Regions from separate parts of the Bos taurus genome. Here region 1 is linked to region 2. Evidence: chromatin contacts called from public Hi-C data. All regions are on one chromosome and are shown on one strand. Each heading gives the region's core, a stretch centred on a gene start, on an enhancer-like site or on the middle of the called end of the contact. The rest is flanking DNA. Distances are from core to core; before and after follow the strand shown. Region 1 holds the start of AZIN1 (antizyme inhibitor 1). Region 2 holds the start of ATP6V1C1 (ATPase H+ transporting V1 subunit C1).

Region 1 (6,695 bases), core at 458-2,957, 140 kb after region 2:
ATGTTGGAGCCAGAAAGCTAGTTCACAGTTCTTTGAACTGGCCCATTTCTGTGCCTTTTCTTAAAGTAGTTCCCTTGCCTGGAATATCTGCTCTCAAAGTCACTTATTTCCCATGTCTGGAGTGTCTGCTCTCAAAATCTCTACCTTTCTCCAGTAGCCTTTCTCTCACTGAGCTGCGGTTATTTCCCCCTTTCACTAGATTCCACACAGCATTTTCTCTGTTTACAACAATTACTTAGTTATTTGATGTAGTCTTAGTTCCCCTGCTAGACTGTTATCAAGATTCCAAGTGTATTCATTTCTAGCCTTCTTCCCTCCAGCAGGGGGTCCAGTAAAGTGCAGTGCTTGTAAATGTTCTGAAACGAAAAGACTTTTTAAGGAATGAAAGAGAAAACCAAGAGACAGCACAGTGAAATATGGAAATATGAAATCAGGAACAGAGTCCACAGCCTCTAGTTTTTACCTAGTACTTTCACCTCAGAACCTATATTCAGCATTGCTACCTTCTTACCCAGGGAAGCTCTCTCTTTCATATCTGATTTGTAGCAACCACAGTGCTACAAAGTAAACAGATGGTCGGGAAATGCCAGTGGAAAACAGTCTCAGTCTTTATCGCAAAGATTTTGGAGTGTGTGTCAATATATATTTCATTTGTGCCGTTGCGTCTGAGTTGCAAGACATTAGCACGGGAGGACTCAGGGTTTCTGATGGGGAGCGCGAAGACATTTTAAAAACATGAGAATAAACTAAAAGCCATGTAGGTCGTCCTAGGTTCCCCAGTAAAAAAAAGTTTGCTCTGGAGTTGTAAAATTAAAATGACCGCGCAATGAGACGCAGGGAATTGAAGTACTGTGCCCTTGTAACGTCGGTAATGCCCTCTCCAATACAGGTCCTTCATGAATAAGGACCGGGTCGGCCGGCCTCAACCCTTCTAAAAAGAAAGACATAAAAGCCACACGCCTTAAAAAAAAAAAATCCCTACTGCACCACACTGCAACGTGCGAACACTGGGGACATGCCCACGCGGTCACGAGCCCCTGCAACCACCCGAACACTGGGCCGAGCCGTTTTGGCCCTTAGGAACTCGCTTCCAAAAAAAGGAGCGCCGCATCCCGCGGGGGCTGAAGCTTCACCCCGGGAGGGCAGTCCCCAGGCGTAGCCTACAGAGGCCGCACAAAGCGGAGAGCTCTCGAGAAGGTAGGGGGGCGGGAAGCTCCGGGGGTGGCCCCTCTCTTTCACCCTCTTCCAGGCAGAGCAGGTTCCAAGCAGTGCAGGCGTCGCGCCAGCTTCGGGCCCGGACCGCGCTTGGCGCCGCGGCCGCCGGGCCCAGCTCCCAAAGCGCCCCGGCCCGCCTCGGGCGTGAGCGCAGGCGCCCGGGCGTCGGGGGCGCGGGCGACGCCGAGCTCTGTCCAGGTCACCTCCCTTCTCCCCCGCCCGCCCACGTCCGCGCAGCGGGCCCTCCACCGGCCGGGGAAGCGGCGGAGGGCGGGAAGTGGCCGAGGGCTGGGGGCGGGGGAGACAGGCACCTGCACCGCGGGGTCGCCCCGCCCCGCCCCCTTCGGCTCGCCCTGAGCCGGCCCCCTCTCTCTTCCGCCCGCTTCCCTCCTCTCCGCGCCGCGGCCCCGCGCCGTCCGGCTCGCGCGGCTGGCTGTGACGTCACCAAGCCCCGCCCCTCGATATAAAGCCTGGCGTTGCCGGCGCCGCCTTCCCACACTCGCTGGCTCTTCGCTGGGTTGCTGTGTGTTTCCTTTTTTCTTTTTTTTTTTTCCTCCGCCTTCTCCGCCTCTTCTCATCCTTTCTCGCTCTCCGGCTCTGCGGTGTGACGAGGCCGAATCCTCTCCGCACCCAGCCCTCTCGCCTTTCTTCTTCCTCTGCCCGTGCCGTTGTTCCATTTCTCTCCCTCGGCCGCCGCCGCCGCTGCTGCACAGCTGGTGTCGGTGCCGCGCTTTTCCCCCCACGTCGTCCCCGCAGCCTATGGCCCAGGCCGCCTTGGGTATTTCTGCTCAAGGTAACCACATCCCTCTTTAAAAATTCCGCCGAAAAAGAGAAGACGCTTTACCCGACTCTTTGGGCCGTTATCTCACGTGAGTAGTGACCCTAGGGGCGCGGGCTGGGCCGGGGCCGGGGCGCGGGGCGCCGGGGGGTGGGTCGGCCTCGGGGAGCTGTCGGCCGCCTCAGGCTGGGCCCCGCCGACCGGCCGGCATTCCCCTGCAGCGTCCCCGCGGCCGGCCACCTCGAACATGGCGGCTGGCGGCGTGTGTGGCGGCGGCGGCCGGTGGCTCGGCGGCGGCGCGGCGGGCTGGGGCGGCTGGCGCGCCTCGGGTGGCCGCCGAGCCGAGCCCCGAGCGGCCGCGGTTGGGGCGAGGGGGCGTGTGCGTGTGTGTGTGTGTGGACTGGGGGGCGCGCTCGGGGGTCTCGCCGCCGCGGGGCTCGGCGTCGCCTCCCGGCGGCAGGCGGCCCCCACCCCGCTCCCGTGGTGCATTGCTGTTTCCGGGGAGGGGGCCGGGCTGCAGCCCCGAGGGGCCCTGGTGCCGCCGCCCGGCCCTGAGCGGCGCCGCGCCGCGCCTTCGTCTCGGGATCCTGGGCTGGCGGCGCGGCTGGCTGCAACCGCCGCGGCCTTAGGTTATGAATGGAGCGGGGCGGGCCCGGCGCCGGCCTCCTGTGACAGCTGCCGGGGGAGGACGGGTGCCTGAGGGTGGGGACAGCGCGGCCCTCCCCTCTCTGCCGGAGGAAAGTTGACGCCGCTAAGGGGCCTGGCGGCGGGGAAACCCGGTGTCAGGTAGCGAGCAAGAGGCCTTTGGCCCCTTCTGGAAGCCTCGGGGCTGCCGCCCCGCCCCCTGCGGCGCTGGCGATTGGGCCGAGTCGCCTTCACTCACCCCGGGCCGCCTCCTGGAGCCCAAGAATTAGTCACGATGGCTTCGTTTTCCCGTCCGCGCCACGATTCCTGGGCCGAGAGAGGGAGAGCAGTAGGCTTGGATGGCTTATCAAGTACTATTTTGGCAGTTAACGGTGGTGTTTCAGTACTTCCCTGGTTGCTCAGACGGGTCAAGAATTTGCCTTGCAATGCAGGCAACCCAGGTTCGATCCCTGGGTTGGGAAGATCCCCTGGAGAAGGAAATGGCAACCTACTCCAGTATTCTTGCCTGGAGAATCCCTATGGACAGAGGAGCCTGGCGGGCTACAGTCCTTGGGGTCGCTAAGTGTCGGACGCGACTGAGCGGCTAACAATTTCCACCAACGGTGGTGTTTTAATAGCCTTACCCAGAGTATATCTGAAACGTGTGTTTCTTAGGCTAAGCTACTGGTTCGGCAGCCTGAAAAGGTCGGGCGCACTGTTAACGGCCCCATGATATTTTAGCAGGTTTAACGGGATTTTGTGGTTGCATCGTGGACACAGTAAGATATTTTGTGTCCAGTCGTGTTTCCACCCTTCAGCCTCCAGCTTGGATGGGAACCTGAAGGCTCAAGGGAGAGAGTCGATATGTGATGAGGAAAGGTTGTTACAGATGAGCCTGGCAGAAATACGGCGAATGACTATAGGGCAGAGCCCTGCCAACCCGTTGATTTCTTTTACAAATATAGGAGAGTGCAGATACTGGTTATGAAGGCAAATAAGCCCTGAAGAGTTTAGTGGGAAAGATATAGGCTCCTGATGGTCATAGGTGGTAGTGAAAGGTACCGTAATCAAGTAATCAGTGCCGTCCCTCTTGCCACTCAGGTTTGACTTAAACATTTTCAAACATATAGAAGGAGTGAAAGAATTGTACCCTCACCTGGATTCAGTAAACGATTAACATTTTGCTTTGCTTGTAATTGCTCTATTCATTTATCAATCTTTATTCTGTGTATTTCAAAGTAAGTTGGAGACACCAGAACACTTTACCCCTCCAACTTCAGTATGCACATATCATTAGTCTAACACTGTTTAAGTATTTCTTTAAAATCGGGTAAATTTTACATAACAGCAAAATGCACATGTCTTGAATATACCCTTTGACGAGTTTTGACAAAAATACAGCTGTGTAATACAAACCTTTATCAAAGATGAGAAAAGTGCCATCAAACCCAGAAACTTCTCTTTTGCCCCTTTAAGCTCCATCCCTTACTACCCACAAAGGCATTCACTGTTCTTTTTATTAACCATAGATTAGTTATTATGGAAGTTTATTCTAGAACTTCCATATAAATGAAACTATATATTGTGTGAAAGGTTTCTTTAACTCAGAGTGTTTTTGATATTCATCCATAGTGCACTCACCAGTAAATTGTTCCTTTTAACTGCCGAGTAGTAGTCCATTATATGAATACCTTGCCTTTTTTTTTTCTTTAAACAACTTTATTTTGGAATAATTACAGATTTGTGGAAAAGTTACAAAGATAATACAGTTATTACTTCATACTTCTCACCTAGTTTACCTTATAAGAGGTGGTACCTTTGTCAAAATTAAGAAACTGACTTTGGTACATTCAGTTCAGTTCAGTCGGCCACTCCTGTCCGACACTTTGCGACCTCATGGACTGCAGCATGCCAGGCCTCCCTGTCCATCACCAACTCCAGGAGTTTACCCAAACTCATGTCCACTGAGTCGGTAATGCCATCCTCTGTCGTCCCCTTCTCCTGCCCTCAATCTTTGCCAGCATCAGGGTCTTTTCAAATGAGTCAGCTCTTCACATCATGTGGCCAAAGTATTGGAGTTTCAGTATCAGTCCTTCCAGTGAACACTCAGAACTGATCTCCTTTAGGATGGACTGGTTGGATCTCCTTGCAGTCCAAGGGACTCCCAAGAGTCTTCTCCAACACCACAGTTCAAAAGCATCAATTCTTTGGTGCTCAGCTTTATTTATAGTCCAACTCTCACATCCATACAATAAGACCACTGGAAAAACCATAGCCTTGATTAGACGGACCTTTGTTGGCAAAGTAATGTCTCTGCTTTTTAATATGCTGTCTAGGTTGGTCGTAACTTTCCTTCCAAGGAGTAAGCGTCTTTTGATTTCATGGCTGCAGTCACCATCTGCAGTGATTTTGGAGCCCCCCAAAATAAAGTCTGACGCTGTTTCCACTGTTTCCCCATCTATTTGCCATGAAGTGACGGGACCAGATGCCTACCACCTAAACTCGAGATTTTCTTAGGATTTCACCAGTTTTTAGTGTCCTTTCTGTGTAGAGGCCAATCTCAGGTGCCACATTGCATTTAGTTGTCATGTCTTTGACAGTCTAGAGAAGTACCAGCCAAATATCCAATAAAATGTCCCCCATTTGAATTTGTTTGATAATTTTTCTCATGATTAGTCTGGGGTTTTGGAGTTTTGGAAAGAATACCAAAGTCATTGATAAAGGCAGTGTAAGGTGAGACATACTGATAACTGGGGATACTAAGTTTCTGGGTAGTTACTGTCAAAGTGATGGGAGGTTTTTAGTGCTTTTTATTGGTCACCTGCTGACTCAGTTAACTCTAGTTCTTTCTGTGCTATTTGCCAAGATAGTGTAGCAAGGGACATTCTCTTCAATCAGCTAAGAGATTTGATTGCAGTGTTGTACATGATCCAACTGATATAAACACCACTCTAAATGAGAAAAATTTAGCGTTCCCTGTGTCTTCTCCATGCCCCCACTCATATTTTTATTTAACCTCCTCTTATGGTTGGTTAATCTTGACTGTACAAATGAGCATTCTGTTTATCCTGTAAATAAATGACCCTGTGCCCCCTTTATTTATATTAAAATGTGCCTTTGGAAATTCAGAGCCTTCATTTCCTACTAGTGTCTTTTCTGTTAGATGGAAATGTTTTAGAGATACTACTGAAGAACATTCATGAATTTCTGAAGTTTAATGTCATTAACATTTCACAGCACTGCTCTTCAGTTGTGCTGAGCAACAACTGATATATAGGGGGAGGGAATATCTCACCTAGGATAATTATCCTGTTCCAAAGAATAGTTGAGAATAAACTCTGTCTCCAGTGGCTATGGCTTTTAATTTACTTAAATTAACGTTGGTTTGGGGAGAATTGGAACCTTTGTTTTGGAGTATTTAGTTGGAATCTAATGTGATGTTAATAATCACTGTCACATGTTGATAGGATTCTTTTCTAATTATCCGTAAGTGTCATTGAGTATGTGATCAGGATACCCCTAGTAGATTGGAAGAACATTTTACTTCCCCTAAGGGTGCCTCTATCCTGGTTGAGATATGAGATATGCTGAAGATGTGTCTAGAGTGCTTCTGGAATCTTGGATTCTTATGATTCCTACGTTTCATCATTTTTCTGGTTTCATTCTTACTCCCTATCTTCTAGAAATACTGTCAGGTTATATTACTTTAAAATAGCAATGACTGAAGTACAAGTAGAAGTGTAGGTTTAGTTGTTTAGGTTAGAAGTGATAAGTCTGTTCAGTCAAATCTTAATAGGTAAAAACCATTTCTAAAACTTAATTATCATTTTGTAGAGGGCCAAGCATGTTTACATTCATATGTTGTTCCTAGTGATAGTAGAGTGACTTAGATGTAGAAGGTTAGGAATGAGAAGGAGGTAAACATCTGTTACTTGTCAGATATGTAAGGCAGGTCTCAAAAGTTATTTCACAGGTACACATAGTATATTAGCTAAGTCACAAAAAATGTTTTTCTTTTTAATATGTAGTAGGATTTTATACTTAAGCAAAGAAAAACTTGGAATTTGTAAAGGAAAGG
Region 2 (7,275 bases), core at 3,906-6,405:
AAAGCTCAGAACCTGTTTATTTCATTACTGTATTACCCACTTCTAAGAATTTAAAGGCAGTGGATTATTTTCCAATCACAAGTGATTAGGATGCGAAATAAAAAGAGTAAAGCAGGGACTTGCCTGACAGTCCAGTGGTTACGCCTGTGCTTCCAGTGCAGGGGTCATGGATTCAAGAGCGCTCAAATCCCACAGAATCCCCAAAATCCCCTACTCCAAAAGAAGAGTAAATAACAACTATCATGATAATACAAGAGGTGAAGATAATAAACTCAAACAGCTACTAGCACTTCTTCTGTGGATGAAAGTAAGAGCCTGACCAAAGACAGGGGCAACCACAGAAAATAGGGCATCCCAGTAAGTGCTCCAATATATAACTGCTTTCAAGAAACCAACACCTCAGTCTCTGAAATGCAACCACCTTTCACAGTAAATTTAAATTTCACAGTGAAGACTGATGGGGGTCTACATGCAAAAAAAAAACATTCTTTGACAGTCCTTGAAAATACCAAGCTGTTCACTAAAGTGGCTTATTTCAACCTGCACAAGGAGGAATACCTCAGATATCACGAAGTATCACACAGCCTTCCAACTGTGACACATCAGCGTCGAACAGAACTGATCACAGTGTAAAACAGCCCCAATCCATCCTTCTTAAAAGGCTGCTAATCCTTCCCTGGAAATTTTAATACCACACAAATAAAAGGTAAGAATAATTACCTGAATGGTAACTTCTGCATGAATGAATAATTCTGAATGCTAAATTCTATCCTTCAACAAGGAAACATCTTAACTGGGATTGTTGGAGGGGCTTACTCACAATAAAATTTGTTTAAATAAAAGCTTCCAATAACAACAAGGAATTCTACCTCTCCAGGGAGACTTTGGTGATTTATATGTAAGTTTGAAATTGTTAGGATACACACCTTCTTTAAATCAATCTTAACTTTTGTGTTCTCTTGTCTTCAACTGAAACAGCACTTATAGATGGCCTATAATCACATTAAGGATTACCTGAACTTCATGCCATAAATATACTGAAATGTGAAAGACTTTTAGTAGATGTATTTTATAAACAGCCATCTTTTTTACATCTTTGTATCCGGCTAGAAGTACATTTGGAAAAGCCAAGCCTTACTTAGGCATGTTAATGCTAAGCTGCTTCAGTCGAGTCCGACTCTGTGCGACCCCATAGACAGCAGCCCACAAGACTCCCTGGTCCCTGGGATTCTCAAGGCAAGAACACTGGAGTGGGTTGCCATTTCCTTCTCCAATGCATGAAAGTGAAAAGTGAAAGTGAAATCGCTCAGTCATGTTCAACTCTTAGCGACCCTGTGGATTGCAGCCTACCAGGCTCCTCTGTCCATTGGATTTTCCAGGCAAGAGTACTGGAGTGGGATGCCATTACCTTCTCCTACTTAGGCATAGATGCCATCATAAAAACAGAAACAGGCCAGAAAGATAATAACACATAACACAATGTTAAAAAAAAAAATCTCTTGCAATTTCTGCTAAAGCAAGTTGAATCCACAGACAGGCAAGGAGATCACTGTACCATTACTGAAAGGAATCACCAGAACCTTCGGAGCGCCCAGACACTTCCTCTCTGCCACAGGCAACTCAACACTGACCCAGGGAGCAAACAATTCCTTCCATGCCAGGAAACTCCCTGACTCTACACTCATTGTCTCCCAAAATGTTACTTCCCTTCTCTTTCAGGTTGGTATCTGATAATAGTGACTGAATCACAACACCATGTTTCTCACCAGAAGGTGTTAATATCTCTAAGACGATGTATTCTAGCCTGAAATTCAACAAGCCAAAGACTTGAAACAAGTTTCATCACTCAAGTAAGCTTGAGATCCTGTTTCCTGGTAATGACAACCACTTATTAAATATGTGCTATGTTAGATCAGTACTCAATATGCTAAGCAATTTTATACTTGATTCCTTCGAGGAAGATGGTATCACCACCCCTATTTGCAGATGAGAGGGCAGTTAATGAAGTACATACATTTTACATGCAAGTTTACTAAAACACTACTCTTAACCTCTATGCCCCCAACATATAGTAGAGGGCCTGTCACTAAGAAGCACTCAGGTATATGTTCAACAGATAAAGGATGCCATCGCAAAGGGTGCTGCACAACCAAATGGTACCTCTCTCCTTCAGGAGTTTCGAAATGTCTGGGATCATTTTAGGTTGTCCCAATGTGGGGGTCACTACCATCATTTAGCGGCTGGTGGCCAAACAAGAGGCAGTTCTGTCCACAATGCCAACAGCACCCATGAAGAAACACTAAACTATAGGCTAGCCCATTAACAACAACAACAAAAAACTGTCATGGTTAAGTCAATCCACCTATTAACCACCTTTATTTACAAATAACTTCCTATTCATGGATAGTTTGCATAAAATATCTTAAAAGATACATCATCCTCTTTCTATAAAATACCATTTTTACATTTGTCTAGCATCTTATTTTCAAATACAGAGCTAAGGTTGTATCTTCTGGTCTATGATGGAACCAAAGCACCTCTCCTCCACCGCCCTAAGGACTCCTCTTGGAACTCAATAAATATACAGCAGATTTGCTACACCTGTGGAACAGAAATTTGCTTCATTATCAAGATCAGAGTTTGAATTTTCTAGTTCCAAGGATCACTCATGTCGAAAGGAAAATTTAGATTGCCTGGTGAAGAGAATTTAGATTGCCTGGTTCCACCGCTTGAGCTGTCTTTCCAAGAGCACCATGCTAATGGTTTACTGTGTCTTTAAAATATCAGTGAAATGTGAGCTGAACATGAATTAGATTGTAAATGAAAAGGTATAAAGTTGCACAGCCAAAGAGTGAAAAAGGTTTACTCTGGCAGACAGATCAGAACACGTACAAGAACAAAATTCAACTAAGAGGTATGTATCTCCATGGGGTCACAGACAGTCAGACACGACTGAAGGACTGAGTACACACACACACATTTGGTGCAAACTGTAGTTACCCCTAAGCAGACTCAAGCTCAAAAGGAAGACTGATCACTTAGGGACTGTGGACCAGAAGGAGACCCTTTGGCAAAGGTTTATTTTGGCATTCCAGCTTTGCTCTTTGGCCAATGCAATTATTTCCAAAGTTGTGGAAATAATCAGGGAATCAGACTTTTGAGGCCCAAATGTTTCTTTTTAGGTAGAGAGAACTAATGTAAATAAGGCTCCGAAGACTGACATCAAAAAATAAAAGTGATCATTTACTGCCCAGTTCTATACACGAACCATCTAGCTCGCGGCATTTAGTCAGATCCCGAGTACTGTTTCTTTAGATTTTATCTAGTCCCTGAAAGATACACCAAAAGAGAAAAAGATCCGGGAGTTCTGAGACATAAACCCGAGGTTCCCTCTTTCGGCACCATTTGAGACGTGCTGGTTGCCAGAGAACCGTGATTGACAAGCTGAGCACCTTTTGCCCACCCTGCTGCTTATTATCTCCTCCACCTGAACTGTAAACTGAACAGCTTCACCCAAACTAACTAAAAAACGGTTTTTAAAGCACTGACCACCGCTGCAGAATCCCTTTGAAGCTGTCCTACTCAAGTTTCACCGAAAGTGCTGAATCAAAGGTAAGAATGCACTAGGAGAAACTCACCCTTCTCTCTAGAGAGATTGTGGTTAAGTACTGGGCAGGTAATTGGCAGTCAGAAGACAGTAGAAGTTATGCTAGACTTAAAACACATCATTTGATCTGTTTCTAGGTCCAAGAGTCTATCTAGATAGGTCCCAGAGTCTATCTAGATAGGTCCCGGTCTATACGATGAATGGCACTTTCATCTACTTCCTCTCAAAGACCTGTGAGAACAAAACAAACAAGAAAGGGGCTTCCGGGGCGGCCCAGTGGTGAAGGATCTGCCTCGCAACGCAGGGGACATGGGTTCGATCCCCGGCCAGGAAGATCCCACATGCCTCAGGACAACTAAACCACAACTACTGAGCCAGCCCGCTAGAGTCTGTGCTTCACAAAAGAGCACACAACTCGAGAAACCTGCACACCACAGCTAGAGAGTATCCCCCCGCGGCAACTAGAGAAAGCCGGCTCACAGCAAGAAAGACCCAGCGCAATAAAAAACAATAATTTAAAAAAAAAACAAAAAACGTAATTCCTGTGACTGTTGTTCAATAAAAGGTATTCGGGAGTAGTTGACAGTACCAAAGGATAAGTTCAGAAGGCCAAAACTGTTCACAACTCCTTCACAAAGGAGTCTCCCCAACCCCCAAATGATCCAACATCTGTGTACTTCAGGGCTGTTTGGGGGTCGGGGGGGGTGGGGGGCGGGTAGTTACAATAACCCTCAGTGAGGGATGCAGACACAATCTAATCTTTTCTCCCCTTTGCTCCTGCGTTTCTCAGGTGATTCAATTCGCCGGTGTGACTCTCTCCTCCAGTTCCTTTTCAGAGTTTCTTGCCTACTCTTCCCCCATTCTAATTAAACAACAACAACAACAACAACAAACACTGTCTGAGTTCTCTGGAATCCCGTTTTTTCCCCTGTCACAGGGACCCTGCGTCCTCGGTGAGGGTCTCCTAGACCCTCTAAACTGCCATCACCTTACTCGCAAGCACGTACGCCCAGGGGAGGCTGTCCCGCTCGCTGTGACCTCACACACACCACCCCGTATCCTCATCTGGGCCACTCTGTTACCTTTCGTCCCCCGGAGCTAGGATTCGCTGTGACCCTTACCCCAACCCAAGGAGAAACGCCTCAGACCCGCAGTGTTTATGTCTGCCTCTGCCACAGAACAGCCCCTAGGGCCCTTTCTCTTTTCCCCTCCTTCCATTCCCCTTAGAGACAGAACCCAGGCCCACGGCGGCGACAAACTCGCGCCGAGAAACTGGACACGGCCGCCCAGCCGGCGGCTCCAACGCCACAGCCTCGGCCCCCGCGCGCGCCCCCATCCTTCCCAAGCCGCGACCACAGCGCGAGCTTCGGCCCGGCCGGGGTTTCCGAGGGGAGGTAGCCATCGCTCACTGACCCAGGGAAGTGTCAAACGAGGACGTGCCGGCAGTAACAGGCAGAGAGGCGGACAGCCTGGCAGGCGTTAACGGCTCAGCGCTCCATCCCCTCCCCGACCTAAGCTCCGGCCTCACGGCTTCCTCGACCGCGGCGCCTACGGAGCAAGTCACGTGCCAGCCGGGACGGTCAGCTGACCGCGGCGCGCTCCGCCCCGCCTACGTGCGCCGCTCCGCCTACGCGCGCGCCACTGCGCAGCCGCCGCGGCCGAGCCCACGGAAGAGGGGCGGGGCTGGGAGGCTCCCCGGGGAGCGGGGGAGAGCCAGAAGTCTGAGCGGGCAGAGCTCTTCCGGGGAGGGTGGGGTTTCTGCGTCTGGAGTTCCGCCCGCCACCTGTGAATTTCATCGCTGCCATCCTTAAGGTTACCCCACTTATTTTCATGTTTCTGCGGCTTGGAATTTGCCTTCAGACTTCTCCACTCAGGATTTTCTTCGGACAGCCCGGTTTTCTGAGTAATATCCTTAAGAGTTCCCTTCAGCCTCTGATTCACCTTTTCCTTCCAGTCCACTTCGAGTTAATTCCATAAATGTCCTTGGAGCATTTACTATACGCTCGTCATTGTGCTCATTATCTTAGGATTGTCTACCGACGTGAATCACTCCTTGCAGGAGAAAGCTTGTAATCTTGTTCGGGCGTCTATGAGGCCTGTGATAAACATCGGATAGTTGGAACCACAGTAGATAAAAATGAAAACCAAACAAGGTTACAGGGCAGAGGCACGGACAGGAGAAATCATGTCCTCTGGGAGAAAAAGATAGCAAACCGCTCTCCTGATATTTCATATTTCATCAGCTTGGGAAGGTAGGTGGTATTATTCTGGTTCAGAACATAGTTTAGAAACGTTCAGTCCAGTCGCTCAGTCGTGTCCGACTCTGCGACCGCAGAAATTGCAGCACGCCAGGCCTCCTTGTCCATCACCAACTCCCGGAGTTCACCCAAACTCATATCCATCGAGTCGGTGATGCTATCCAGCCATCTCATCCTCTGTCGTCCCCTTCTCCTGCCCTCAATCCCTCCTAGCATCAGAGTATTTTCCAATGAGTCAACTCTTCGCATGAGGTGGCCAAAGTACTGGAGTTTCAGCTTTAGCATCAGTCCTTCCAAAGAACACCCAGAACTGATCTCCTTTAGAATGGACTGGTTGGATCTCTTTGCAGTCCAAGGGACTCTCAAGAGTTCTCCAACACCACAGTTCAAAAGCATCAATTCTTCAGCGCTCAGCCTTCGTCACAGTCCAACTTTAACATCCATACATGATCACTGGAAAAACTACAGCCTTGACTAGACGGAACTTTGTTGGCAAAGTAATGTCTCTGCTTTTGAATATGCTATCTAGGTTGGTCATAACTTTCCTTCCAAGGAGCAAGCGTTTTTTAATTTCATGGCTGCAGTCACCATCTGCAGTGATTTTGGAGCCCCCAAAAATAAAGTCTGACACTGTTTCCACTGTTTCCCCATCTATTTCCCATGAAGTGATGGGACCAGATGCCATGATCTTAGTTTTCTGAATGCTGAGCTTTAAGCCAACTTTTTCATTCTCCTCTTTCACTTTCATCAAGAGGCTTTTTAGTTCCTCTTCAGTTTCTGCCATAAGGGTGGTGTCATCTGCATATCTGAGGTTACTGATATTTCTCCAGGCAATCTCGATTCCAGCTTGTGCTTCTTCCAGCCCAGCGTTTCTCATGATGTACTCTGCATAGAAGTTAAAAAAGCAGGGTGACAGTATATGGTCTTGACACACTCCTTTTCCTATTTGGAACCAGTCTGTTGTTTCATGTCCGGTTCTAACTGTTGCTTCCTGACCTGCATACAGATTTCTTAAGAGGCAGGTCAGGTGGTCTGGTATTCCCATCTCTTGAAGAATTTTCCACAGTTTATTGTGATCCACACAGTCAGAGGCTTTGGCATAGTCAATAAAGCAGAAATAGATGTTTTTCTGGAACTTGCTTGCTTTTTTGATGATCCAGTGGATGTTGGCAATTTGATCTCTGGTTCCTCTGCCTTTTCTAAAACCAGCTTGAACATCAGGAAGTTCATGGTTCACGTACTGCTGAAGCCTGGCTTGGAGAATTTTGAGCGTTACTTTACTAGCATGTGAGATAAGTGCAATTGTGCAGTAGTTTGAGCATTCTTTGGCATTGCCTTTCTTTGGAATTGGAATGAAAACTGACATTTTCCAGTCCTGTGGCCACTGCTGAGTTTTCCAAATTTGCTGGC

The links. Hi-C and Micro-C count contacts between places; a contact is called where the count stands out from the background.
Region 1: a contact with region 2 is called in a Hi-C map of skin fibroblasts, with 6 times the contacts expected there. The contact joins the promoter of AZIN1 here to the promoter of ATP6V1C1 in region 2. A contact is called at or near these places in 2 of 11 Hi-C or Micro-C datasets (liver and skin fibroblasts).

What each region holds. Positions count from the first base shown.
Region 1 is chr14:61,584,264-61,590,958 of ARS-UCD2.0, forward strand. AZIN1 (antizyme inhibitor 1) reads left to right here and starts at 1,708. Exons shown (of 12, transcript NM_001082611.2): 1 at 1,708-2,084.
Region 2 is chr14:61,445,550-61,452,824 of ARS-UCD2.0, forward strand. ATP6V1C1 (ATPase H+ transporting V1 subunit C1) reads right to left here and starts at 5,156. Exons shown (of 13, transcript NM_176676.1): 1 at 5,021-5,156.